Regions from separate parts of the Mus musculus genome. Here all the other regions are linked to region 1. Evidence: chromatin contacts called from public promoter capture Hi-C data. All regions are on one chromosome and are shown on one strand. Each heading gives the region's core, a stretch centred on a gene start, on an enhancer-like site or on the middle of the called end of the contact. The rest is flanking DNA. Distances are from core to core; before and after follow the strand shown.

Region 1 (3,829 bases), core at 578-3,077:
TCTTCGTTTATGAAAGCTCCACACCACATAAAATTTGGCTTACACAAGTCTATTTTGTTCTCTCGTGTAGCCAACCCAAAGCTTTAAGAGCAGGCATGGATCATGACCTTACCATGAGTGGGGAAAAGCCATCACACCCGACAAAGTGGGACAACTTTATGAGTTGAATTTTCCACAGTGAAACCAACAATAAAGGATAGCTACTCTTTTCTACTTAAAAAGACAGTAAATGACTTTTTGAAACTTTCCTACAACCAAAAATGAAGTTGACAACCAAGAAACTCAGTTCAGTCAGCAACAGGCCTCATTCAAACTGATTTTGTAGTGAATTTTTCTTTAGACAATGTTTTTTTAGGTTATAGCTTACTTGCTTGGGAAGAAAATAGATGTGTAACACAAAAATAGCCCTTGATGGTGTGTTCAATAACTTGATGTTATTATCTCATGGATGTGTGAGTAGGTATGTATACATACATAATTATATTGTATAACATATTATAATGTGTATAATGTGACAAGGTTTTTGAAAGTCTAGAGTTTAATCATGTTGATCTCTAATATGCTTTATAAAATGTGCTGTGAAGCTGTTAGTTAATTGTAAAATCCATATATCGCAAAGCAGCTCTAATATTTGAAAGCCTGTAGCAGCCACGGACATATCTAATTTAAAAAAAAGACTGCAGCAAACAATTTTATATTTAAGAAAAAAAGTCGAAATAATCTGATTTCCTGTATTTCTAGTTTGACTACAATACAACAAGCAAACTCAAAAGACAACAGATAATGCAGATGGTTGTCTGGCAAGTCCTAAGTGTGGAGCCAAATAGAAGAAAGTGAGAAGTCTAAAGACTCTAACAATTACAAGACAGAAAGAGGTTATTGGAACAGGGTGAGCTTTAATTACAGACTCAAAAGGATTGTCACCAGGACAGAGTTAACTAAAAACACTGGCTTCCCTTTTCTTTGACGTTGCAACAGTTTAAATTTTCAGTTCATAAAACTGTTGGGAATTATCTTTCCAACTGTCTCTTAGCATGTTAACAATTCGAAGGCAATGCTACAATCAGGTAGATCAAAAGGAAAATTAGCGTGTGAGCTAGGGGTGCTGTATACAGATTAAAGAGAGATGACTCCGTTTGTCAGTGGAGATGAGCCAAGTCAAGAGAGGAGCTGAACAGCGGTGGGGCACCAGGGACACAAACTAGGGAAGCAAGCGCTTAACCCCACTGGAAGACCCATCAACAGGAGGCAGCTGATGGAGCGGCCTACGGATTCGCACACGGTGTGTTTGCAAGCAGCCCGCCCTCCCGTCCTACTTTACCCTGGGCCGAAGCCACCAGTCGTCACCTGGAATGGGAGTTCCGGAGTGACTCGATCAGCCGCTGCTTCTGCTGCTGGAGACTGGTGAGGCCGGCAGGGGACCCAGCCGCGGAGGATGACGCGCTCTTCGCCAGGGGAAAGAGCCAGCTCATCCTCCTCGGGTCCCCGGGCCCGAGGCCCTACAAGGTTCTGGCCTGCTGCTCCTCGCTTAGCCCAGTGCTTCCCGGGCGATCGAGCACGGCCCGGACGGGGTGCCCAGGGGCCGCGCCGTCTCCCACACGCCGCGCTCGTGAGTCCCTGGCCCCGGGGGTCCGAGCTACCACTGCGGGCGGCTGGAGAAGGGCGACTCGTCGGCTGGACGGAACCCCGGTGTGCTCCGGGCCACCACCACCCCGGGGTCAGTTAGCTAGGCCTGGTCGCCTTGCCGGCTCAGCTGCTCCAACGCCGGGGCGTTCGTCACCTGCCCGCCCCGCCTCCTGAGGGAGGGCCCCGCCCACCCGGCGCCCGGCGTCATCAGGCCGCGCCCTCGGCGGGACGTGCGAGGAGCGACGTCGCCGCGCTGGGCCGAGCGCCGCTCCAGCTCCCCTTTCCCCCTTTCGCAGGGCGAGAGGCGTCTATGGGGCTCCCGCCGCCGCCGCCGGTACCGCCACCGCCACCGCCGCCGCCGGGTGCTAGCTCTATGGCGAGGAGGAGGAGGAGGAGCGCGAGCTCAGAGACCCAAGTAGATCCGGCGGGGGCCCGGGCGTGCTGGGGCGCCTTGGGAAAAGGGGCTGGGAGTGGGGAGCCCGAGATTGGCGCGCGCGATGGCGCCCGCCTAAGCGTGGCTGTGTGGGACGGAACTGGCGGAGGCGGGGAGCCCGGGGGGACGGCGGTGCTAACGGGCGGGGGGCGGGTGGGGGCTGTCAGGGGCGCGGCGCGCAGTGATGACGCCACCGCTTTGTACCTGGGACTTCGTTGTGGGAAGGAAATTGCGAGTGGAGGGCGGTGGCCTACTTGGGGCCCCGGTGGCTTTCGTCCTCGGCAGTGGTTTTTGGGGGTAGTCGGTCTGGCTCTAGGCCATGCGAATAGGCACCCTGCTCCTGGCCGGCGGCCAGCCGAGCGACTTATCCTTGACATGAAGGCGGCCGTGCTCTCTCCACGTTGCTCGCCCACGGAGGACGCGCGACCTCAGGGATGAGAAGGCCTTGGCTGCCCCTTGGAGGGACCCCTGAGACCGCAGTAGAGAAGAGCGGGTGGAGGAAAGCAGGGTTAAAGTACAGTGTGTCGGTAGAGCGCGTGTAGGGACCGGTGTGAGGACGGAGGGGAGGAAGAAAGAAGGCGTGCCCTGCATCACCTTTTGTTTTCTCCAGCGTACATTTAGGAGTTTGGGACACCAGGCCACCCTCTTTTAACTCGCTGGTTTTGTCGGGGGTTATTGTGTGTTTGGTCCCTGTCCGTCTGATTAATTATCTTACCATTGTATACCGTGAACCTTGTGTGGATGGCAGAGACGTGAGGTCTCTCTTGGGTTGCCAGTTTTTGAAATTAGAAATTTTTAAATGTACACATTTCATTGCCTGCCTGCCTACCTGCTTGCTTGCTTTCTTTCTTTCTTTCTTTCTTTCTCCCTCCCGCTATATTTGTTTCTGAGATTGCCTAATGGCTTTTCAAAACATTTTTAAGAAAAATGTTTCCTCTGCTCTGCTTTGAATGAGTAAGATTTTTAAATGTTTTGTTAGAAGAATAAAAGCAAGCATTCTGTTATGAAACGTTTGATTTTGTTGATTTTTTTTTTTTTTTTTGGCTTGAAATGGTTCAAAGTTTTGTGTGGAGTGAATTGAACTCGGAGCAAATCTTAATTAGTGAAATTTATATTCAGTTGGGAAATCGGCGGTGTGGTGCTTTTATCCTCTAAATATTAGCTGTATACCTTGAGAAAAGGAACTGTCTAAAACTTGATTTTGTTATGAGTCATGAACTTTGTATAAATAAGGTTTATACCAGCCCAGTTTTATAATTCACATTCATGATATTGGTGTTTTTTTATTTCAACAGGTGCATAAGTAAAGGGTAAAGTATTTTTATGACACAAATCTTCAATCAAGTATAACATTTTGATGCTCCACATCTAGACTCCTTGTGCTGTCACTATGCCAGCAGCAACCGTAGATCATAGCCAAAGAATTTGTGAAGTTTGGGCTTGTAACCTGGATGAAGAGATGAAGAAAATCCGTCAAGTTATCCGAAAATATAATTATGTTGCTATGGTATGGACATGACTAAAGCTTTTTAAAATGCCTTTTGTAAGGGTGAAGTGGGAAGTGTGTGAGTGAATAAGTACGTGTGTGTGTGTGTGTGTGTGTGTGTGTGTGTGTGTGTGTGTGTGTGTGTGTGTGTTTGGGGGGAGGGGTGCACTGACACGGGTCTTTTGGTGGCCTGAGACTTCCTGATTAAGCTACATTGACTGGCCAGGAAGCCCCAGGGATCCACCTGCCTCTGCTTTCCAAACATGTAAATTGCCAGCACATGG
Region 2 (3,631 bases), core at 1,111-3,610, 5.5 Mb before region 1:
GAACTGTTTGGGAAGGATAAGAGGTGTGCCATAGAGGCTGGCTTCGGGCTTCAGACGCCTCCCACCATTCCCACGATGCTCTCTGCCTCCTGCTTGCAGATCAAGATGTGAGCTCTCATATGCTGCTCCAGAGGCTTCACCAAGTCATGGCTTTGCTTCGTCACCATAGGCACTAATGATAGAACCATAGGCACTAACTCCAGAACCATAAGGCCAACTAAACTCTTGGTCATGTGCACGGTGTCTTATTACAGCAACCCAAAAGACACTAACAGAAGAACCCTGTGGCGGTTTGTATATGCTTAGCCCAGGGAGTGGCACTATTAGAAAGTGTGGCCCTGCTGGAGTAGGTGTGTCACTGTGGGTGTGGGCTTTAAGACCCTTGTCCTAGCTGCCTGGGAGCCAGTCTTCTAGCAGCCTTCAGATGGATGTAGAACTCTCAGCGACTCCTGCACCATGCCTGTCTGGATGCTGCCATGTTTCCGCCTTGATAATGGACTGAACCTCTGAACCTGTAAGCCAGCCTCAATGAAATGTTGTCCTTATAAGAGTTGCCTCGGTCATGGTGCCTGTTCACAGCAATGAATCCCTCAGACAAACCCTATTCTGGAACAAGTGAGCTAGAACTGACTCCTAAGGCTTCAAATGACTGAACCTTGGGCATATATTACCTTTGATTGTCAGAACATTATGAAGTAGGTGCCGGTGCAGTTTTTTATTTTGTAAATTTCTTGTCACATCTCTGCAAGAGTGACAGCTTTTATGTAACCTGTTCAAAGACTACACCATGTCCCAATTTCACTCCATTAACTTCATTCTAAGCGAACAACAAAAAGTTTAATAATGCTGTCCATTCATTCTGTTGTTTATCATAAAAAACTAAACCCCTCAAAACTGGAAAATACTGTGAGAACTACCAGTGAGAAGTTTGATAAATTTAGAACAACATTACCATTTGAGTAAGAAAAATACTTACATAAACTGAAGATTGAAAAGACAAGCAAAAAACCCTGTCTTGAAAAAAAAAAAGAAAGAAAGAAAGAAAGAAAGAAAAAGAAAAAAGAAAGAAAGAAAAGAAAGAAAAAAGAAAAGACAAGCAAGAGTAAGGTTTAACTCGGGTACTTATACAATAAGATTTCTGCTTAACATAATCAGTCACGCCTATTCTTTTCTGTAAAAAATGGGGAAAAGATATGGTACTTCAACCAGGGTTGTTATGACAATTCTTTAAGCAATCATATGTGAAAGCGCCAGGGTCTCTTTAGGCTTTTAAAGCAAGATACTCTATGAAGATGTAATATTTAAGCTGAAATTCGAAGGGCAGGTAAGTAGCCCATAAAAGAAGCCTTAAATTTTCCAAGGTAAAGAGGTATTCTTATGTGTGTAAGCCCATTCTAAGCACAGTGGCCAATTGGTGAAGGTTCGCTTAATTGAAACAACATGTAGGAAGGCTGATGTATACGATTGTAAGCCCAACACTTGGGAGGTAGAGGCAGGAAGGTCTGGATTTCAAAGTCATTCCTGACTGTGTAGCCAGTTCAAGGACAGCCTGGGTTTTGTGAGGCTCTGTCCTAAAACCAAAGCAAAAGATCACTTAGACTATGACCCATGGACGGACAGCAAGGACAAAGCTCAAGGACGGTAAAGAAGGTTTTAATACAGCCAGCCAGAAGTAGAACCCAGACTTGATTATTGACTTTGTTCTTGAGATGAGGCAAGTTTGTCAAGGGTTTGGTGGGCACAAGGAGGGGTGAGCTGGGTTATCGAATGGGAATTCTGAAGGAAGAGTGCGGGGAGAACAGGAAATGATGAGCCGGCTCTGTAACTGCTGAGTTTGAATGATTTATTTAAGTGGAAGCAGTTGACTAGACTTATGAATTGGGTTCGGAGAGAAAGCTCAGGGTGTAAGCTGAAGATTATCATCTGCGGTACAGATGGCAGGACTTAGCTGAGCTAGGAGAAGGGGGAAGCTGGAGAGTTCTGTGCCACGTAAGCGAAGGGAGAAGACTATTTTAAGGAAGTTAGGTCTATCTTTTCAAAACCAAAAGTTCTTTTAGCTAGCTTCTAAATACGACAAATAGTGCCTTACTGTCAAGATGCACTGACTGACCCGGAGAGTCGCATGACCCGGTGCTGCTGGTGACCAGATCACCCAAGAGATCCAAGTGAGGATAGTTTGTACCGCGACTTTTGGCCTCTCAGGAGCAGCTCCTTTTAGGGGCCTGGAGCCATTCTCCTAACGGTTGACGAAGTCCTAGGGGTAAATACGGGGAGGTCACTGACAACCAGAATCACTTACCAAGCACCACTGGCGATGGCAAGAACACCTACTTCGTGCAAGCAAGGGTCGTCCCGGAAGTGACGTCACGCCCGCCGACTGCGGGGCTCCGACAGGTGACTACAACTCCCAGAATGCTTCGCGTCAACCATCACGGAGCGTACCACAGGGAAACTATTCGCCGATGGCGGGGAAACAGAAGGCTTAGTTTCGAGAGATTTTATTGGCTGAGACTTACGTATTCTATGGCCTTTCTTCCGTTTTCGTGGACGCGCCGTGCGGGTTCGAACGTTCCGAGGGCCTACAGTAGCACGTTGGGAAAGGGTTCTCCCGTTCCCACGGCAACGCGGCCTAACATGCGCCAGCGGCAGCTTGCGGAACTGTGCGGCGCGCGCCTCTGCTGCTGCGCTCTAGGCTGGAGCCCCGGCCAAGCGCGTGGCCTCGAGCTCTTCGGGCTCTGCTGTGGAGTGATCCCCGACCGGAGCAGGGTCCATCTGATTCTGGTTGTGGGATTAGGTGTCTTTTGGAGAGGTGACTCGGCCTCGCAGACATGGGTTTTCCTTAGCTACCTGCCTACTTCAAGCTACCTTTCCTTAGAGGGAATAACTTAGACAATCAGTCCATTTATTTTCTGCAGTTTCTCCCTTTTAGCCAAACTTTTTTTTTTTTTTTCCTGGCGTAGAAAAGAATTTATTGAGTAAATTGCAAGGATGCAGTGGACAGGGCTGTAACAGAGGAACCTTCTTAGCCAAACTTTTTGAAGGGAACTTGCCATATTCTACTTGGGTAGAATCCCACGATTTTCGTGTCTACGTGATTATAAACCAAAATTTATGCCTTTTAAAGTCTGTTTTCCTACTTCTACCTGACCAGAAGGAGAGGGTTGCAAAAAACATTGCGTAAATGTGTGAATGAATACTTTGTAAGTTTTACTTAAAGAGTTTATTGTAGGGACAAAGTTGAAGGCATTGGCCGCAAGCGCTGGGGCGACAATGGTAAAAAACTAAAGGGGTTTTGTCGTTCAAGCCGCTCCGGAGGTTAGGGCAGAGGTTCCCTGATTCCAGGAGTTCCATTCCAGTCTGGGCAGCGTTGCCTCAAGAATGTGGTGAAGGAGATTGAAACTCAGTTCATGGTTCCTAGCTGTCAGTTCACTGGGGAAAATAAAGGGTGCCAAACCACGGATATAAGATGACTGTTAATGAAGCTTGGGAAGGTGTTAAAGCGGAGAATCTCCAGGAGAAGAGACCAACTCCATGACTGTCCAATTAAAGCAAGCTGTGTGTTGGGGTGTGCCCGTACTAGCCTGCTGGCTGTCTCACTCTGAGAGCACCCCTTGCGGCAGCCTCATTAGGT
Region 3 (3,835 bases), core at 1,177-3,676, 9.4 Mb after region 1:
CTAAGCAAGAGATCTGTTTCTGTTGCAGTGTGATTACCTTTCATTCTATACTCTCAAGTACAGAATTGATTCGGATGTTATTATTATTTTAACTTCAGAGTATTTGTATATAGGGTGATGTGTCTCCAGGATACAGCTCAAGTCTAAACATGAAATTCATCCTGTTTCATGTACACCTCATTCATGCAGCCTGAAGAGAACTTTACACATTCTAAATATTTTGTGCATGAAGTTTTTTTTTTTTTTTTTTTTTTTTTTTTTTTTTTTTTTTTTTTGGTTTTTTGAGGCAGGGTTTCTCTGTGTAGCCCTGGCTGTCCTGGAACTCACTCTGTAGAGTGAGTTCTGGCCTGGAGCTCAGAAATTCGCCTGCCTCTGCCTCCCAAGTGCTGGAATTAAAGGCGTGCACCACCACACCCAGTCACGAAGCCAAGTTTAATGGTGTGAAATTTTCTCTTGTGACATGCTAGACTTCTAGAAATGTTGGACTTTATGAGATTGTATTGTCAATCGGAAATCAAAGAATGCTCATCCTAGGATATGAGGTCTCTAGACGTCCTTCAAGGGAGCAAAAGTGGGGTTCCATCCCCTCTGGAGTCATAACACAGGATCTGCCAGTCACTTTAATAAGTGCAAGATAAAGGGTGCTGAGCAGGTCAGTGATCGATCGAATATGTTTAATAGGAGCAAGCTCTGCGTTCCAACACCGCGGGGGTGGGGCAAAATAAAACTCTTTCAAAGGATGCTGCCCAGAAAGGTCCGGGTTACTGACAGCTTAGCTCTAGCTAAATCCCAGGTCCATTGTCTTCCGACCTGACACCAGAATGTCTCATCTCAGCTGGCAGTCTGCAAGCTGGAATGACGTCAGAGCGGGGCTGGCCAAGACCAGCGGATCTGGGAACTGCTTCTTTCCAGCCAAAGGGAATCTTTCCCAGATGCTGGGATACACCGTCAGGCCTCAACCCCCCATTCCCGCCCCTCCTCTCCATTACCAGCCTATCACACACAGCTTGGTTCATTTTCAGGAAATTAGATCCGACCAGCAAAAGGAGGAAGGAGGGGGGATGGGGGCTACTCATACACATGCGGCCCAAACCCTGCTTTAAAACAAAAGACTCTTGAAATAATTAGTCCAAGATCATGCAGAAGTCTACTTAAGAATGGATTTTTCACAAGCAACCAGACTGCCATACCAAAAAACTTAAAAAAAAAAAAGTTAGCTTCTTTCCACCTCGCCAACTTGCCTAGAAAAAGTGATCAAGATTTTGGGTACTTCTGGGGGAAGGGTGGGTGGTATTAACATCGAAGACTTGGCTCAGAAAGATCCAACAGGTAGCCTAGACAGGAAATCCAGACCCGCTTTCTAACCTGTAACACCTGAGCTGCCCCAAAGCCTCAGATGAACTAATTTAGCATCATCACGCGGTGGGGTGTGGGAAGCGGTTGGTGGTGGGTGGCTGGCTGTGCTGGAAGGTACCGTCACCACCTAGGCTGAAAGCAGACCCCAGGGTCTGGCCTTATTGCCAGAAAGCAAAGCTTTTGCCAGGCCAGCCCTGAGCTGGGGGCCCAGCTTTCTTTCTGCAAGGCTTTATCTATTCAGTAAAGCGACGCTCTTTTAATCCAGCGTCTGGCCCCTAGGAGCCAGTGAAAACCAACAAAGAAAAAGAAAGTCACCCCGCGCCTTGTCCCGCACGCTGCACTGTATACATATTTAAAATAGCCTGCAAAGTTTCAGAACCGGAACTTGAGCTCCCTCTAGGAGATCCTAGCCCGAGCGCGGATTTAATTCTCCAACCACCACAACAAAGAACAGAGTTTGAGAGCGCACAAAGGCAGGCGAAGGGGTAGAAGAGATGGACCGCCATACAAAGGCCGGGAAGACTCGGCTCACACGCCCCTGGCCCTCCACTCGCTTCCAGACCCCCTTTATTCCCAACAAAGTGAATGGGATCTTTCTAACTGCGCGCTGTGCAGAGCCCAGCAGGGCGCCAGGACGCCTTCTGGGCCGTCCCAGACACCGGGAAACTCGGCTCAGGACCTGAACCTGCGCGGTCCCTGTTCTCCCACCGGTCCAGGGACTCACCGTTACACCACTGGAATGGGTGCATCAATGAAGTCAAGGTCGGCTTCCGGGAGCAAACCGAGGCAAGGTGTTGGAGCTGGAGGGGCTGTGCACTGAGACCGCCGGGATGGAGATGCAACTCCCGGAGGAGTGGAGTCAAGGGTTACAGAGAGGCCGGTTTGCAGAGCAACAAAGAGGGCAGAGGAGGAAGCAAAGTCTTTTCGGAGCGAAGCCCTACCGAGGGCCCGGGCCGGGAGGGCAGCCGAGAGAGCCGGGATGCCCGGCCGAGAAGGCAGTAGCCAGGACACGAAGCCGGGCTTGGGTCCCACTGCGCTGAGCAGTGCGCGCTGGGATTCCGAAAACTGACACCGCACGGCTCACACCCCCCTCCCTAGGACTGCTCCCTCCCGGGAGCCCGCCCCCTTTTCGTCACCTGCCCTCCGGCCAATGGGAGCCTTTCTCCTGCCCTGGGGTATTATTTACAAGCCAGTTTACCCTCTGGACAGGGGAGCTTTTTTCTGGGTAGATTCCTACCCCGCCTCCTAGCCAGACCTGGGGAGTCCCTAGCCTGCAGAACGGCGTGAGAGGCGACGCCTGCAGGGGGCGAAGATCGCCGCCTCCTAGGACCCGGGCGGGGAGGGCTATGGTGGTGGAATGACACGAGGATTAGTGCCACTTTTGTTTTCCGCCTACAGATCCGTGTCTGTCTCGAATTTCTATAGCTCTGTAGAAGGCAGTCCTGGGAGTTGGTTCCACTTGTCCTTCGCCTTTAGACCTGGTTATGCGTGGCAGCTAGCGCATTCCCAGACCCACCGCGAAAGGAGAGAACTGAGGCAAAGAGGGCAAAGCAGATGAAACTCAAAACTCCATCTTCAAAGGGCTATTGTTCTCACATCACTTCAGGACAGAGCCTTCTTTTACAAACAAGAATAAGGCCTAAAGCTGAAGGCCATACCGTGCCAGGATTCCAATCTCCTAGACTGTGGCGAAAACCCGGAAACTGGCTTTGTCAATGGCCGGGACAGGGGTCTTGCTTCGGTGTTGAATGGACAGGGGATGAAGGGGGGGGGGGATCTCAAATCTCCATGTAGTATTATTTATTTTGGATGACATTGCATAGTTTATTTTATATGTTTATTATTTTGCTAATGGAAAGCTATTTGGTCCTAACTGACCTCCAACTCCAGAGATCTGCCCTCCTCTGTCTCCAGGGTGCTAGGATGAAAGGCCTGTGCCACCATACTCAGGCTTGTTTATGTATGCTTTTGTTTATCTTTCCACTTAAAAGAAAGTATTACCATCAGTGCATAGAGTATCATTGAAAGTACCCCGGTGCAAGGCGCCACAGCCACGTTCAGAAGCAGTGTGTTGAGTAGACCCACAAATAAGCAAGCAAAACGGCCTGCTCTTCCTTTGTCAGGACTTATCATCCCACTATTGATTTGTTGGAACTGAGTCTCTGGCCCCTGAGCGAGCTAATGCATGCGAATGAATGTTTTGCCATTTCCAAGCACAGTCGTTAAAGTATCAAATATCCTGACCTGCATCTCAGGGCTGCTGGAACAAATGCAATCTTCTTATCTCTGGGGATGGTCGGATAGTCTCCAAATCCAGAAGGCCTTTGTGGACGGTGATTGTGGTGTTTGCATATACACCGTACTTCCCTTAACATCAAGTTGCATACCCCCCACCCCCCAATATTTGTGTAACTTAACAATATGGAAGGCTCACTGTAGTTCATCAATTTAGTGGGGGCAGTGTCGTGTACAGATCAAA
Region 4 (3,515 bases), core at 920-3,419, 9.3 Mb after region 1:
CATGCAAATGACCTATTGTCCCATCAATGGTGTAGGGACACTTTCTCTGATGCAGTGCAAATTCTGGTGTGCCTGCTCACCTCGTATGGGTGGAAATGTTCCTAGCTCTCTATTCTGTCCCATTATTTTCTCAGTGTAACCTGATACCATTACACACTGCTGTGTGAAGTTCATAATCTTGTCAGGGAATTGCATCCCTTTATTCGGCCTCTTTGGACCTCACAGTTTGGTGGCGCATTGTGGGAGGATACCTTTCTCCTTGAAGGCAGTGGGTGCCATCACCTTTTAAAATTATTCACAGCTCAATGTTGGGGCTCACATTTGTAATCCCAGTGGAGAAGGTGGGGGGACAGGAGGATTGCTCACAGGTGTGAGGTCAGCCTGGGTTGCTATACAATGAGTTGCATGCCAGACTGTTACACTGACACTCTTTCTCAAAAAACAAATAGACAGCCAGATGTAGCTCAATACAGGGTGACAGGTGTCGCTCAATGGTACAACCTTGCCTAGCATGATTAAGGCACTGGGTTCCCCACAACCACACACAAGGCCAACCACACTGTTGGCTGCACCCACACTCAGTTTGAGAGCTGTGAGGAGAGCAATATCACGCTGTCATACGTTACTGTTTCATCAGAGATGCAATCTAGCATGCAGACCTCAGATGTTTACCACAAAGGTCATATACTTTGCTGTACTGTAAGGCTGCATATACTTTGGGTCTGGGTTCCTCCTGGTTTAATTTCCTACTGATCTTTCCTCTTGCTCTCCGTTCTCTAGCCCACACTTTTCCTTTGTCTGTTTTTACTCCAACTATCTCCTTAAGTGTAGGGCTCTTCATTATCTTTCCTTAAAAGGCACACACACCCTGATGCCACAACTTACTGCATTACCTCAATGTGATTCTCTACCTAATTATCACTTACTTCTACCGCATTCTCCCAATAAACCTTCCTTTCTTAAAAGATATTTTATTTACATTTCAAAGGTTATTCCCTTTCCTAGTTTCCCCTCCGAAAATCCCCTACCCCCTCCCCCTGCTCCCCAGCCCACCCACTCCCATTCCTGGCATTCCACTCCAGGCATTCCCTTATACTGGGGCATAGAACCTTCACAGGATCTAGGGCCTCTCCTCCCATTGATGACCGACTAGGCCATTGTCTGCTACATATAAACCTTTCTAAAAGAACCTGTCTCCACTAACTTACTTTGCGTTATCCTCATCGTTATCACCATTGCCAGCATCCGGCTATGACCTCCCTGTAAAACTCAAGTTGGTCTCAAGCTCCCGAACCAACCTCCCCACTAGCTGAGTGTTCACAGCTGCCTCGTTGCTTTTACAGCACTTAACAGTACTTAAACATTATATTATACAGTTTATGGTACAAGTCTCTGAATCCCATTGCTAAGTAAGGACCTTGAGGGTGTAGAACATTGTTCCCCTTCATTGCTCTGTCCGGGACTGTATTTGGCACATGACAATTTCTTCAAAATCACTTGAACTACTTAATGGCTTTCAAAAGGGAGAACTGGGGAAGCAACCCTCATTTTATTATCACTCCTGCTGACCTTTTAAAAGCACTTTCTCAGGCCTGGATAATGGCTCAGGAAGGAGTGTGAGTCTGGTAACCCGAGTTTGATCCTTACAGAAGGAGCAAGGGAGCGACAGTAGAATCTGTCCGTTTGGGGGTCACATGCATACAGGTTTTTTTCGTTTGTTATGTTGTTTCCCCATACGACACTGCCGTGTGTGTTTCAAAGTGAGAACGGAGATGGCTGCTAGAAGTTCCCGCGGGTTGGTAAAAGAGCTGACGGCTTCAGGCTTTCCAGGCACGCGGCCACGGCCAGAAATGGGACGGTAATTAGCATTAAAGCCCCGCGCGTGCACAAGTGACTCGGAGGGTGCGCCTTGGGTTAGAGAGGACAAAGAAGCCCCACTTTTTAGAGGTTTGGAGCTCGCGCAGAGACACAGCAAGCAGGACAAGACGATATGTGCGCTCCTAGGGCAAGGGCTGCCGGAGGCGAGCACGCCAGGATCCAAGCGTGCGCTGGCGCGGAAGCGCGCATGCTCACTGTGCCCGGGGACGTCACGGGCTTCTGGGACACTGAGACGTTCTCGCGATAGGTTAGTGGCTCTCCGGAAGTGGCTCCGCGGAAGAAGCGTGGCCGCTTCCCCGGTCCTTCCTAATGCGGCGAGCTGAGCTGCCGGCACCATGCAGTCGGACGACGTGAGTTTTCCTCCTCTCGCCTTGGCACCACTGGGTTTTGCGCGGCATTTCGCTCATTTAGGATTCAGTCCCGCACGCTCAGACGGCCCGTTTGTCTCCGCTTCTCCCGGATGGCGAGACTTGCAGAGCCCCGATTTCCGATAGTGGCTTCCCACGCGCGTGTAGAAGGCCAGGCCACCCCAGCCCCAGCCCGCCGGGTGGGCTTCCTTAGTCCCTAGTGCTTGGCAGTGAAGCCCTTTGTGCCAGCTGCCATCTGAACGGCAGTTGTCTCGGGGTGGCAAGGCGGGAGAGATGCGATGTTTAAAATCCGTGCTTAGGGAACTCCTCCATGAGCGCTACCTCTCCAGTGTTAGGCTTTTTATTTTGCTCTGCAGCCTGCCCGAGGCGTAGTTTCGGAAGTAAGACTTCGTTTGTCTGTTCACAGAGTTGTAAGTACATAGCCAGTATCCAACTGGTGTAGGTTCAGTGTGATGATTGGTTGTTAACAGTCGGGCAAAAGACATTTAAAAAAAACCAAAAAAACCTCTGCTCTCATGAGCACTCTGGGGATGGAGAATAACGGTACTATGAAAGAGGAGTAATGGAGAAAGAGCGGTAGATCAGTCACATTGGGCTAAAAACCCCAGAATTGGGACTGAGGCAGCCACTGAAGAGCCGTAGGAATAGTAAAGGTACAAAGATGAGAGATAGGGAAGGACTTGTTACAGGAATCCAGAGGATGAGGGGGAGACTGGATTTGATAGGCTTGCCCGGACAAGGTCAGGGAGAACCTTGAAGGAAATGGTTTCCAGGTCTTTTTTAGTGGGAACTAGGGAGAACTGTTGTATTTTTTTTTTTTTTTAATTTAAGAAGAGCGTGAAAATGAGAGTTGCACTGGGGTATGTTTACCATCGGGATCCTTTTAGAGATGCTAAGTGGGCAGCTGGGCGCACAGACAAATCCGGTGCCCAGGAAAGAGGTGTGACCAAATGATGTGTAAGAGGTCTGACCACGAAGCTGAATAATACACCCACTCCACTTCTCGTTTCCTACAATCCTTACCCCTGTGTGTTTTATTCTTTGGCCCTTCGTTCTTCCCCCCTTTAACTGCTCTAGGGTCCTTCTTGGCTCTTCAGTGCAGTCCATCTAGAGACCTTTATGCTCACACACACACCCCCATATGTGGCTTTAGTGATTGCAACTTGATGCACCGTTTTTATATACTATGCACTTCACCAGGTTCCGGGATGTAAGGACCGTAGGATTGTTCTCATCCAGCAAACGCCAGGGTTTGTGTTTGGAGACGGC
Region 5 (3,414 bases), core at 562-3,061, 7.1 Mb after region 1:
CTTTTCCTTATGGCTGTTGCAAATTTTCCTCATCTCTTCTTCATACTTGATAAAATTCTCCCCAAACCTTGTCCAAGCTTTGAACGGAACAGTAATAGTATTACGGTAAGGCGGTCTCACCTCACTTACCTTCAGGAAAATTCCATATTTATTAGAGCCCACATCAAAGTAGAACCTTTTATTGTCCACTCTGAAAGAGGTCCCCTCTGGGAGTTCAAGTGGGTCGTCGTCTCCACACCTTCGTTCTTCTATGTCTCCTTCGCCGTAGTCTTCAATCAGCTGAACCAAGGCATCACGAAATTCAATCATACCTTGTGCTGGGAGGACAATAGTCTGATCCTGGCCCAAACTGTGGCCAAAGTAACCGATCATGCCAGTGCCCCGCATCATGGTTTGTCTAATCCTTAGGAAGCGACCTCGTTGGTTTTCCTTTAGGTCCAGGTAGTATTTCCTATTGTCCCTCTCTATATAGTCCGTTTTGAGGACACTGTGAGGATGCTCTTCTGACCCCACTGACACCGGTGGGGAGGGTGCAGAGTGCTTCTGCCGCCTCCTGGAGACTTGCTCTTTGCTCTGGCCATGCTCCTGTCTGTGGCCTTTCAGGCCCAGATGGGCATAGTGCTCGATGAAGTCGCCTAGACAGTCCTTCAGCTCTGCTGCTACCGACAGGGAGAGGGTCAGTTTACTCTTTCTGATATTGTCCTGCCGGCCTCTCCCTATCCAGACTTCGGCTATCTTTAGGAAGCGGCCCCGGGAGCTCTGCTTCACGTCTAGGTAAAACCTCTTTTTCTGGATGTCCACACGTTTGGAGGCTAGCTCCTGGATTTCGGATGTGCCCCCAGACTGATTAGGGGTGGCTGACGCGGAGTAGTGGGGGTAGTGAGAATGCTGGGCCTGGGGATAGAGTCTACTCTTGCTTAGGCCAGGGCCCCCTACATTCTTGCCTCCGCGGCCACGGCCGCCGCCGCTGCCGCCGCCTCCCCTTCGCCTGGCTCTTTCCATCTTCAGCTGCAAGTGACAAACAGACACACGGGGTGGGATGGGGGAGGGGTGTTGAGAACAATCGCAGACGCCCCTGGGTCCGCACTGCCCCCGCTGCCGCCGCCCGGAACCCCTACTCTGGCCCGGCTCTCGCGCTCCGGCCTCGGCCGGCTCCGCACCGCGCACACAGCATCCCCTCTGCCGCCCCAGGCCTCCCGCTCCGATTCCCGTACGCTGCCAGCCGCCCAGCTCCGGCTCGGCAGCCCCGGGGGTCCCAGCCAGCCGACACTCACATCATCTCCGTCACCGATGCCCTTCACGACCACCGCCGCCGCCGCCGCCAGCTCTCGGCCCCTCCGCCGCCGCCCCCCGCCTCCTTCCCCGCCGCCGCCGCCGCCGCCGCGCGCTCTGCCCCCCGCCGGAGCAGCGGGGCAGGGGCATCGCCTGCGGCGCCCACCGCCGCCGCCGCGCCTCCTGCGGCCGCTGCCTGGATTCGGGCACCGGCCCGACGCCGCGGGGAGGGCGGGAGGGAGGCGGGGAGCTGCCTGAGGGGCCGGGCTTGGGACCCCGCCTCCCCAGCCGCGCTAGCGGAAAGACGGGGGACTCGGGCTCTGCCTCCGGGCGCGCCCTGACGGCAGACAGCGCGCGGGGACCCGGCGTGCGAGAGAGCCGGCAGGAGAGGTGGCGGGAGGGTTGTGATTTCCCGCGACTCACCCGCACCTGCGTTGAGACTACATTTCCCAGCGTGCCCAGCGGCCGTCAGCTCTGAGCATGCGTGCTGCGCGGGGTGGCTGCGGTGGGTGGGAGGGCGGCGCGGCTGGGAGAGGTTGGGCGGGGCCGCGGGCGGAGTGCAGGGAAGGGCAGTCGCCAGACCAGAAGTGCACCGAGGCGCCCGTTGGTATAAAGTTAGTAAATGTGAGGCCTCTCTCGATGCCTGGGTCCTGGGCTTTGGTTCTCAGTCCTCCATAAATCATCCTGCTGGAGGAGAAGACCCTTAGATCTGGCTCTTCTCAGGGTAACGTGCCTTCCCCGCTTTTGCCTCTCCCCTTTGCGTACCCTGGGCTATATCTACGCATCTCGGACGCTTGTTTCTCTCTCCCACGAGGCTTTCTCTTGGGGTTGTGTTGGGGAGATTCTTGGAAAGGGAGCCTTGCCTCCTTTCTCCTTCAGATCCCCTGGAAAGGGGCCTCGGAGCCACAGGCCTCCTCTGGTCCCGTCAGTGGGCTTTCCCGCCTCTTCCGCCCCAGCTGCTGTTTATAGCGCTTCGGAGGCAGAGGTAACTGAGTCCGGGGAGGCAACCGACTTTCCACTACTGAGCAAATTGTTTTGGACCTCTTAAGGTTAAGTCATTGTACTAATGAGCATTTGGTCTTGTTGAATATGACTCGTTCTCCCATAGACCTGATATGTAAAAACCTGGAGAGCAAAAAACTCTTTAGGATGCTAATCCAGAGTCCCCAAATAACAAATTTCAGCCTTATTTTTCCCTTTGGTTTTATTGAGACCCGGCTTCTCTTCTGTAGCCCCTCACACTTTTAGCCCAGGCTGTCCTCGAACTCAAGAGAGTACGGCCTACCCTGTCATGCCCTCTTGATCTTTTATTAGAGATTGTATGCAAAGCCTGCGGCGTATAGGGCAGTTTGGTACTCGATGTCGTTGTATACTAGTTGTCCCCTGTGTCTCCTCTTGCTTTGAGGATGGAACCCCAGACTGGGACCACTCACCTGCTTGATACAGCGCTCTTCAATTGAATGGCATCCCAGCTCTGCTAATTCAGCATATAATTGTTGAGCGCTGCTGAGATAACAAAATGAATGAAACAGAAAATTTACCCATTTTTGAGCTCACAATTTAGCGGAAAGAGATACACAAAATGCCAAGTGCAGTATTGACAAAGTGAAAATGAAAGAAAGACGGGTGAGGGCCAGTGGGTGTTGGGAGGTACAATTCCCAATAGGTCCTCACTGTGAAGGAAGTGTCTATGGGACAGGAAAGAAAGTGCAAGCCTGAAGGAGGCTGCTTGGAGTAAGAGTAACCTAGAAAGGCCTTTAGGGTAGAGAAAAGGGGCCTGCTCTTAGAGATCAGAGAGATTATGCAGGATTCATGACTATGTTAGGAATCTGGTGTGTCATCCTGAAGTGTTGGGAAGCTCTGGTCGAGTTTTCAGGGAAACACACACACACACACACACACACACACACACACACACACACACTATAATTTGCCAGTTTAATAATTTTAAGTACAGTTCAGTGATAATAAATTACACTCTGCATGTGCAAATGTCGCCGCTATCTACTGCTACCACGTTCTTTGTTGTTGATTTGGGTTCTTGTTTGTCTGTTTTTGGATGCTGGGCATTGCCCATGCTATAAATACCTATTCTTTTACTGCGCACACCCTAGCCCTACTTCCAGAACTTGCTCTTCATCC
Region 6 (3,594 bases), core at 549-3,048, 7.0 Mb before region 1:
GACCTGGTTCAATTTCTAGCACTTATATGGTGGTTCCCAGCTGTCTAGAACACCAGTTCGGGTATCCAACATCCTCTTCCAGCCTCTTTGGGTACCAGACACCCGAGTGGTACACATACATATATGTAGGCAAAACACTCATATATGTTAAAAAAAAAAACTATTTTAAAAATTGTATTTATTTATGGGATACAATGCAGTTCTTTGGTAAGTGTCCCTGTTACAACTATCACCCCAAGTTTTCAACCACTTATTTGTCAATGAATCATTCGAAGCTCTTCTAGCTATTATGAAATGCACAGGGTACTGTAAAACGAGTCATTCACTGTGTAAAATGACATTAGACTTTCCTCTTCTCCATTTATGTCTGTAACCACTCACTAGTAGTCTCTAACCCTTCCTCTCTAGTCTCCCTCACCTGGATTTATTAATGCTTTGGATTCATTGAACTGGTAAGAATATTTTAGCAGGATATTCAGATACCAATTACCTTGTGAATGTGGGGTTCCTGTATGGAGTATTTGTAGTCTAGATTCTATTAACACCCACATTGTCAAATGTTAATTTTTAAGCAACATATTCAAAACAAACAACAAATTACTATGTATCTACTACTACACAAGGAGTCTACTGCTACATAAGATTTGTCTTCTTTGTTTGAGAAGGCATTTTTGGAACACCAGGCTAGTCTCAAACTCTGACATCAGCCTGCCTCTGCCACCCTAACACTGGGATTAAAGGCGTACACCACTACCGCCAGGTGGGATTTATCTTCTAATCCTTACTCTACCACGTTCACCAAGCTAGGGTGCTCTTTTTCCTTTTTCATCTGGACACATTACAGAGTTGGAAAGTTCAATGACAGGTGATTTATAGGACCTATTCCTTCCGACTTTGATATTTTGCAAAGCAAACAAACCACCACCACCAATAACAACAACAACAAAAACCAAAACACAAACTACAAAATTCTGATTGACATGAGGATGCTCAAAAATATTGTATATCCCTCAACAACAGACTGAGGAGTGACTTCACTGAGCATTATGGACAGAAACCGAAACACCAGGGTCATTCATTTTTCTGTAGAGATTTTACTTACTCGATCGACCCTTTCCACGAGACCACAAGTTTTCAAATTTAAAGGCGTTCAGATTTGAAGACAGAATAACTCGACACACAAGCGCTAAGCCACACAAGGGATTTAAGGACGGCCAAGTGCTCTAGGGTCGTGGACCAAGGACACTCATCTTACCAAGGAAATCTAGGAAGACCTAAATACAAAAATGACAAATGAGGGAAGCGGGAGGCTGAGTCTCACGTAACCCATTCGTGCTTGCTGGCCATAAGGTTGCCCAGTGCTATCTGGCAGGGGAACCACCAACGTGGGACATCCGGACAGGCGAAGAAGGTTCTCAGAGCAAAGGACACGTGCGAAGTCTGGGTGCTCCACGTCGTGACCTGCGCCGGGACAGGGGTGTCTAGTCCTGGGTTCTCACCTCTTGGTCCTCGTTGGCACCCATCGTGCCGGGCGCACGGCGTTCGCTACCGCGATGAACGGGCGGGCAGCGGGCGGGAGGCCGGGGCACCCCGTTTCCGCGCCTCGGTCTAGAGAAATCCTCCTCGCAGCCGTGGGTACGACCTCGTGCGCTCCAGATCCTCGGCAGCACCAAGCCACCGGCAGTCGATTGTGGGCCGGGAACCCAGGATCGCGTTATGTGTGATCGGGAACCGGGATCACGTTAAGGGACACCTAGACCTCTGACCAGTTACTGATGGGCGGTACCGAGGAAGCCCCGCCCCTTCTCACGATCGCGTCTCCTATTGGCTCCTTCTCTTTCCGCCCCCAACTCTTTCTCCTCTAGGAAATGGAACACCTTCCTAACAAGGAAACCCGTTCTATTCCAGGACTGGTGTGGAGTGCTGTCACTCAAGCCCAGGAAGTGCTTCCTGTGCCAGCGGAGGCGGGGAAAAGGAAGTGTCGCCTTCTGTCGCCCGGTCTGCGGCTGGGGCTGTTGCTTGTCGGTGGCCGCATTCCTAGACGCCCCTGCCTGGCTCTCTTGCCTCTTTCGGGGCTGACGGCGACTCGCCGCAGCTGCAGCGGGTCCAGGGCGTGCGGCCAGGGTGAGTTGGGCCCAGAGACCTTCCAGGCCAGGCTATCCCGGCTGGCTTGGTGGCCTGCGTTTCCCCTTGGCGTCCACCGATGCAATCTTGGCGTTTCTCCTTCCCCTGCAAAGAATTATTGCCAGAGAGGTGGGAGTGGTGGAGGAAAATAATGTCAGTTTCTAGGACTTTGAGGTTATTCTCCTTGCCCAGTGGCAGCTACTAGAGCCTAATGCTGAGATCCTAGGGACAGCCCTTTGGTTCTTCATTTGAGCGTTTTGCAATCGGATGTCTCTGAATCCTTGCTTGTTAGCCGGTGACTTGCATCCCAAACCACCTGTTTATTGATAGCCGTCTTCTTTAGTAGATACTCTGATTGGGTTAGCTTGTTTCTCTTCTATGATAGATTGCACTGACGAGGTGATCTGGTGCTGAGGACTTAACTTTGTACTTCTCCATGTTCCCTCTCTGTCAATGGTTTGCTTGGTTTCTCCATTATTTTCCGGGAAATCAGGAAGCGATTTCTTTCCTGTGTGTCACTGAAATCTATTCAGTCAACACTTGTCCTGTTCCGTTCCTTTTTAAATTTTCCTACAGCATAGTCAGGACCATTGCAAGTGTCCAAGCTTGTAAGGTAGAATAAAGCCGGGATTGCTGGTGTAGTTTTCATGACGTTGTTGGAAAAGATTTACACTGTCAGCTGTGAGAGCCAGTAACTAAGGGAAGGCTAGAGAGCACTTGAAATCTGCTAGTTTAACGGAGGGTGTGCAGTTCCTATAAAATACGCACAGGCTTGAAGACAATGCACAAATAGGTTTTTACAAGTTCATCGATAACTTATAATGATGTTTGGAAAATATTGTTGGCTAAAATAGAATATATCTAAAATCCCACATCTTTCTTTTTCTTTTGGGGGGGAGTTGGGAGGCTGTCTTTGATATCTCCATAGCCCTGGCTGGCCTGAAACTGCCCCCTGCCTCTGCCTCTCCAATGATGGGTTTTCAGGAGTGCTTTCTGAGCCAACTTCTCTTTTCCCTTCTAACATAACTGCTGGAAATTTTGACTTTTTTTTTCTTTGATTCATGCTGTATACCTCTCAGGTGGTGCTAATTTTAAAACTTTGCAAGTTTATTCTACTTCCCCTTATAGCCGGTCAATATTCAAGGGCCACAGCTATTTCTTTGGAGCCTCTAAGATCAAGGGAAAAGGCCCTTTCACATTCTCATCTAGACTGTTTGGTTTTAGGCAGATATGGTAGCCATATTATATTTTGACCACTTCTATTTTGCTCTTCATCTTACTCCCCAGAAGCTGTGGATTTCTTTGCCCTCATAGCACAACCCTCCCCAAAGGTCTTTTGAAGCAGTTCTGCAAGCTTATGGTGTAGATACATCATTTCTGGCAAGCTTTCCAACTCATGTTGCACTATCCATTGTTCCTTTAGCGTTTGAGTGTGAGGTAGCTAATTAGTAAAGGTGATTAGCGTTTCAG

What was found. Promoter capture Hi-C pulls out the DNA fragments that hold promoters and counts their contacts.
Region 2: a contact with region 1 is called in a promoter capture Hi-C map of pre-B cells. The contact joins the promoter of Ufsp2 here to the promoter of Cnot7 in region 1. A contact is called at or near these places in 2 of 39 promoter capture datasets (liver and pre-B cells) and 1 of 9 other capture datasets (adipose tissue).
Region 3: a promoter capture Hi-C map of pre-B cells shows a contact between it and region 1. The contact joins the promoter of Rnf122 here to the promoter of Cnot7 in region 1. A contact is called at or near these places in 2 of 39 promoter capture datasets (cranial neural crest and pre-B cells) and 1 of 484 Hi-C or Micro-C datasets (B cells).
Region 4: a promoter capture Hi-C map of pre-B cells shows a contact between it and region 1. The contact joins the promoter of Mak16 here to the promoter of Cnot7 in region 1. A contact is called at or near these places in 2 of 39 promoter capture datasets (liver and pre-B cells) and 2 of 484 Hi-C or Micro-C datasets (CD4 T cells and CD8 T cells).
Region 5: a promoter capture Hi-C map of pre-B cells shows a contact between it and region 1. The contact joins the promoter of Wrn here to the promoter of Cnot7 in region 1.
Region 6: a promoter capture Hi-C map of pre-B cells shows a contact between it and region 1. The contact joins the promoter of Rwdd4a here to the promoter of Cnot7 in region 1. A contact is called at or near these places in 3 of 39 promoter capture datasets (hippocampal neurons, liver and pre-B cells) and 1 of 484 Hi-C or Micro-C datasets (CD4 T cells).

Annotation. Positions count from the first base shown.
Region 1 is chr8:40,509,752-40,513,580 of GRCm38.p6, reverse strand. Cnot7 (CCR4-NOT transcription complex, subunit 7) reads left to right here and starts at 1,827. Exons shown (of 7, transcript NM_011135.5): 1 at 1,827-2,041; 2 at 3,355-3,566. The coding sequence starts at 3,450. It overlaps Vps37a (vacuolar protein sorting 37A), which reads right to left and starts at 1,798. Exons shown (of 12, transcript NM_033560.3): 1 at 1,348-1,798. The coding sequence starts at 1,472.
Region 2 is chr8:45,974,257-45,977,887 of GRCm38.p6, reverse strand. It overlaps Ufsp2 (UFM1-specific peptidase 2), which reads right to left and starts at 2,360. Exons shown (of 12, transcript NM_138668.2): 1 at 2,300-2,360. It overlaps 1700029J07Rik (RIKEN cDNA 1700029J07 gene), which reads left to right and starts at 2,636. Exons shown (of 7, transcript NM_001033148.3): 1 at 2,636-3,631.
Region 3 is chr8:31,110,418-31,114,252 of GRCm38.p6, reverse strand. It overlaps Rnf122 (ring finger protein 122), which reads right to left and starts at 2,426. Exons shown (of 6, transcript NM_001368375.1): 1 at 2,081-2,426. The coding sequence starts at 2,105.
Region 4 is chr8:31,167,378-31,170,892 of GRCm38.p6, reverse strand. It overlaps Mak16 (MAK16 homolog), which reads left to right and starts at 2,169. Exons shown (of 10, transcript NM_026453.3): 1 at 2,169-2,228. The coding sequence starts at 2,214.
Region 5 is chr8:33,383,924-33,387,337 of GRCm38.p6, reverse strand. Wrn (Werner syndrome RecQ like helicase) reads left to right here and starts at 1,811. Exons shown (of 34, transcript NM_011721.4): 1 at 1,811-1,996. It overlaps Purg (purine-rich element binding protein G), which reads right to left and starts at 1,496. Exons shown (of 2, transcript NM_001382855.1): 1 at 1,275-1,496; 2 at 1-1,008. The coding sequence starts at 1,002.
Region 6 is chr8:47,531,849-47,535,442 of GRCm38.p6, reverse strand. It overlaps Rwdd4a (RWD domain containing 4A), which reads right to left and starts at 1,798. Exons shown (of 8, transcript NM_203507.3): 1 at 1,500-1,798. The coding sequence starts at 1,523. It overlaps Trappc11 (trafficking protein particle complex 11), which reads left to right and starts at 1,973. Exons shown (of 30, transcript NM_177240.3): 1 at 1,973-2,124.